2 separate regions of the Nomascus leucogenys genome follow, and region 1 is linked to region 2. A link is a contact called in public Hi-C data. All regions are on one chromosome and are shown on one strand. The core of a region is the stretch at or near the end of the contact, and the rest is flanking DNA. Distances in the headings are between cores, read along the strand shown.

Evidence for each region. A called contact is a pair of places that touch in the nucleus more often than the background predicts.
Region 1: a Hi-C map of an unstated tissue shows a contact between it and region 2, with 2.3 times the contacts expected there. The contact joins the enhancer-like site here to the promoter of PIM1 in region 2. A contact is called at or near these places in 2 of 4 Hi-C or Micro-C datasets (a lymphoblastoid cell line and an unstated tissue).

Annotation. Positions count from the first base shown.
Region 1 is chr17:843,485-846,184 of Asia_NLE_v1, forward strand. No RefSeq gene overlaps it. Among named protein-coding and RNA genes, the nearest start is that of PIM1, 35 kb to the left of the region's middle. Within about 2 kb of position 1,362, the one cell type or tissue checked has an H3K27ac peak away from gene starts, as active enhancers do. A contact at or near this core is called in a lymphoblastoid cell line, where this site is marked.
Region 2 is chr17:808,728-811,427 of Asia_NLE_v1, forward strand. PIM1 (serine/threonine-protein kinase pim-1) reads left to right here and starts at 1,267. Exons shown (of 6, transcript XM_012496573.2): 1 at 1,267-1,760; 2 at 1,877-1,983; 3 at 2,086-2,136; 4 at 2,229-2,595. The coding sequence starts at 1,679.

The DNA of each region.
Region 1 (2,700 bases), core at 112-2,611, 35 kb after region 2:
ACACACTTTAAATAAGATGCCCCTCACGGGATACATTTCTGTATCCTTGGTAAGAGGCAGAAGGAGATTTTAAAAACATGTAAAGTCTGACAAAATTTTGAGTTTTGTGTATCTTTAATATGAAAGTTATTTCTGATAATCGCCAAGTAATTATTTAACTCAGTCTTTTACATATACACAAGCACACACACACACACAAGCACAGACATACAAACATACACACAGACACAACATACACAAATACACACTCATATTCACATACACAAACACAGATACCCAAACATACACACAGACACAACATATACAAATACACGCACATACTCACACAAACACAGACACACAGACACAACATACACAAATACACACACATATTCACATACGCAAACACAGATACACAAACATACACACATAGACACAACAGACACAAATACAAGCATGCACGTGCACAAACCCAGATTGCAAACATACACACAGACCCGAATGCATACATTCACACACACAATACAGATGCACAGACACACACAATCATACACCAAACACACATGCATAAAACCCTTGTTTCCTAAGCAAACTAACACAGGAACAGAAAAAAAATACCGCGTGTTCTCCCTTGCAAGTGGGAGCTGAACACTGAGTACATATGGACACGAAGAAGGGAACAGCAGACATTGGGGCCTACTAGAGGGTGGAAGGTTGGAGAAGGGTGAGGATCACAAAACTGGGGAATCCAGCCAGGTGCAGTGACTCATACTTGTAATCCCAGCACTTTGAGAGGCCAAGGCCAGCAGATCACTTGAGGTCAGGAGTCCGAGACCATCCTGGCCAACGTGGTGAAACCCTTTCTCTACTAAAAATACAAAAATTAGCCGGGCATGGTGGTGAGTGCCTGTAATCCCAGCTACTCGGGAGGCTGAGGCAAGAGAATCACTTGAACCCAGGAGGTGGAGGTTGCAGTGAGCCGAGATCACACCCCTGTACTCCAGAGCCTGGGCTACAGAGTGAGATTCCATCTCAAAAAAAAAAAAAAAAAAAAGAAAAGAAAAGAAAAGAAATCTGCACACGTGCCCTTGAATCTAAAGTAAAATTAAAAAAATAATAACAAAAGAGATGTAAAACAAAACAAAAAAATCCCCTGTTAATGAAACAAAATATGATCAGAGGCATTTGTAAAAACTATTTCCCAGGGAATAAAATCATAATTTATTTGTGGGAAAAAAGTAAGCATTTAAATGAGTCCCTCTTTTACTAATAGCTGGTGAGAGGACGACACGGGAGGGAGGCTGGGAGTGCTTCCCTGCGCATCTTCCCTGTGTGTCTGCGAGTCAGGGGCTCAGTCCTTGTCTCCAGGCAGCCTCCTCCAGGGCTGGCTCCCAGGGCCCTTCATAAAACACTTGCTGGGTGGAGAGAGGGATGCAGTGGGGCTTGGGGGGAAGCAAAGCTTCAGTCCGTGTGTACAGACCAACAGTCAGAAGACACTGAGGAGGCCGGGCACAGTGGTTCACGCCTGTAATCCCAACACTTTGGAAGGCAGAGCCTGGAGGATCACATGAGCCCAGAAGTTCAAGACAAGCCCGGGCAACATAGCGAAACCCTGTCTCTACAGAAAAATACAAAAATTAGTCAGGCGTGGTGGCATGCACCTGTAGTCCCAGCTACTCAGGTGGCTGAAGCGGGATCACTTGAGCCTGGTGCCACTGCACTCCAGCCTGGGTGACACAGCAAAAACATTTTAAAAAAATTAAAAAAAAAAAAAAAAGAGACTGAAGAAAGGTAGCAATCCATGTGGGGAGGACTAGGGGAAAGGAGGCCAGGGAAATGAAGAGTGAAAGCCGTGAGGTGAAAAGAAGTAAACCTCATGGAAACATTGACACATCTTGAACCAGTGGGAGGAAGCTGACGGAGAATGAAGTTTATCCTCCGTGGGACACTATTGCTAGAAATGACTTGGAGTTAAAGGCAGCCACAGTCAGGTGGGAAAGTTGCTGAAGAAATATTTGGTGGTTAGACACCTAAGAGCAGAGGCCGTGGGAAAGCGGAGACCCTCTTCTCTCTGGGGAAGTTCCATGCCTGCTTGCTTCCTCTTGACACCATCATCCCCTGCACACAGCCCCTCCTGTCACCCTAGGTGGAAATGACTGAAAAACGCTTACAGATCTGCTATCCCAGGGGTACCTGCACCTTCTCAGGCTCCCAACTTTCCTTTTCCTCCCTCCTTTCTTTTTTCTTTTTCTTTCTTTTTTTTTTTTTTTTTGACACATGGTCTCACTGTCACCCAGGCGGAGTGCAGTGGCACAATCTTGGCTCAATGCAACCTCTGCCTCCCAGGCTCAAGTGATCCGCCCACTTCAGACTTCCAAGTAGTTGGGATATAGGCACGCACCACCAGCCAAACCATGTTTGGCTAATTTTAATTTTAATTTTTATTTTTTTGAGACAAAGTCTTGCCCTGTCACCCAGGCTGGAGTGCAGTGGAGTGATCTCGGCTCACTGCAACCTCCACCTCCCGGGTTCCAGCGATTTTCCTGCCTCAGGCTCCTGAGTAGCTGGGGCTACAGGCACCCAGCACCATGCCCAGCTAATTTTTGTATTTTTTGGTAGAGACGGGGTTTTGACATGTTGGCCACGTTGGTCTCAAACTCCTGAACTCAAATGATCTGCCCGAACTCAAAGTGCTGGGATTACAGGCGTGGCATGAGCCAC
Region 2 (2,700 bases), core at 17-2,516:
CAACTCTACATGAAGTTTAAAAGGACAAAGGATGCAAGTGGAATTGGTCAGTGTTCCGGGTTATTTCCAAGGGAGGCAGAGGGTGGGGGGTTTCCTTTGAGACAAGACTTGGGGTTGGCCAATAATTGCTGGTATTGCCTGCCTGGTAATACCAGGCTGATGAAAAGGTGACTACAACGTGAAAACTGGTTAAATCAAGCGCGCCCTCCCACCCTCGTTTTAGATGAGGAATTTTCCGCCCTCACAGAAGGGGCTGAGGCAGCATCTGGCATCACAACACTAACATTTGCTTCGTGATTTCCTCTTTACCCGGCCCTTTGACACACATCCCTTCGCAGGAATCAGGATTCGCTGGTGCTTTTGCATTTCTAAAATGGGAATCCCGGGGCTGAGCTTTTAGCCGGCCGGAACGACTGAGGGCTGCATCCCTTTCCCGCAGGAGCAGGGCTCCCGCCTCCAGTTCTGTTCCAGGCCTGACTCCTCCACTCCCTCCGTGACTCATGTCCTGCGGATCCTTCGCCCCCGACGCGCCCCCCAACACACAAACCCCCAGAATCCGCCCCCAGCCTACAGCGCGACGTCAGCCCGCCCCAGCCGACTTGGAGGTCTCGGGTCTGAGTCACACAGAAAGACCACCCTCGTCGGCATCCCCACACACAGTCCGACACCCGGCGCGCCGGCCTCCCCGCCTGACACACCAACGCCCGTCGTCTCCGCGCAACTTGTTATGCTCCGGCTCGAGCCCTTGACCCAAAAACCTCAGCGAAACGGAGAGCCGCAGAGCCGGCCTCGGGCGGCCTTTGATGGCTTTGTTATTGTTTGGGTTTGAATCGATACGCCCCTCCCCATCCTTCCTCCCTCGCGGCCCTACACCCAGCTCCCGCCTCCCCTCACGCCCCGCGCCCCTCCCCCTCCATTTTGGCGCCTTTTCCTTCCCGCCACGTCGTGGCGGCGTAGAGACCATTCTGACCGCGGGAGCGGGGCGGGGCGGGGCGGGGCGGGGCGGGGCGCGCCGAGTTATGCAGATCAGTCGGCTTCTGGTTGGCTGGAGAGCGCTGGCGGGGGCGGGGCCGGGGCGCGGCCACGGAGCGCGCGGGGCGGAGGCCGAGGGGAGTCGCCCAGTCCCGCCGCTTCCCCACCCCCTCTCCTCCCTCGGCCGGCCCGGCAGCCCTGCTCCCCGCCTTGGCCTCCCGGAGAGGCCCCGCCCTGTCCCCGCCCGCCGCGCCCTCCCCGCGCGCCCTCCCCGCCGGCGCGCTCCTCCCCTTTACTCCTGGCTGTGGGGCGAGCCGGGCGTCTGCTGCAGCGGCCGCGGTGGCTGAGGAGGCCCGAGAGGAGTCGGTGGCAGCAGCGGCGGCGGCGGGACCGGCAGCAGCAGCAGCAGCAGCAGCCACTAGCCTCCTGCCCCGCGGCGCTGCCGCACGAGCCCCACGAGCCGCTCACCCCGCCGCTCTCAGCGCTGCCCGACCCCGCTGGCGCGCCCTCCCGCCGCCAGTCCCGGCAGCGCCCTCAGTTGTCCTCCGACTCGCCCTCGGCCTTCCGCGCCAGCCGCAGCCACAGCCGCAACGCCACCCGCAGCCACAGCCACAGCCCCAGGCATAGCCTTCGGCACAGCCCCGGCTCCGGCTCCTGCTGCAGCCCCTCTGGGCACCGTCCCTGCGCCGACATCCTGGAGGTTGGGATGCTCTTGTCCAAAATCAACTCGCTTGCCCACCTGCGCGCCGCGCCCTGCAGCGACCTGCACGCCACCAAGCTGGCGCCCGGTGAGAGCACCTCCCCGCCTCCGGCCCGGGGATGCGGGGCGGCGGCGGGATCTCCTGGGTGGGGAGCTGGCGGCTCGCGGGCCGGCACTGAGTCCCCGTGCCTCCGCCTTTCCTAGGCAAGGAGAAGGAGCCCCTGGAGTCGCAGTACCAGGTGGGCCCGCTACTGGGCAGCGGCGGCTTCGGCTCGGTCTACTCAGGCATCCGCGTCTCCGACAACTTGCCGGTGAGTGGGCGCCTCGCGGTGGGGAGGGCGCGCCGGGCGGGGGGCGCACGGCCGTGCTTTAGCCCGGACGAGGGGACCTGACGGAGACTCTGGGGCTTCCAGGTGGCCATCAAACACGTGGAGAAGGACCGGATTTCCGACTGGGGAGAGCTGGTGAGTGCCCTCCAGGAGCGACCCCCAGGATGCGTGGGTGGGGTGAGGGCGCCCCCGACTCCCGCCCTAACGCGGCCCCCTCGCCCCTGCAGCCTAATGGCACCCGAGTGCCCATGGAAGTGGTCCTGCTGAAGAAGGTGAGCTCGGGTTTCTCCGGCGTCATTAGGCTCCTGGACTGGTTCGAGAGGCCCGACAGTTTCGTTCTGATCCTGGAGAGACCCGAGCCGGTGCAAGATCTCTTCGACTTTATCACGGAAAGGGGGGCCCTGCAAGAGGAGCTGGCCCGCAGCTTCTTCTGGCAGGTGCTGGAGGCCGTGCGGCACTGCCACAACTGCGGGGTGCTCCACCGCGACATCAAGGACGAAAACATCCTTATCGACCTCAATCGCGGCGAGCTCAAGCTCATCGACTTCGGGTCGGGGGCGCTGCTCAAGGACACCGTCTACACGGACTTCGATGGTGAGCCAGGCCCGGGAGGGAGCTGCCCAGGTGATTCGGCCCGGCCCGGCCCAGCCCGGAGGCCTCGGCCGGTCTCCCGCGCCAGCCTTTTGTAAAGGTCATTGG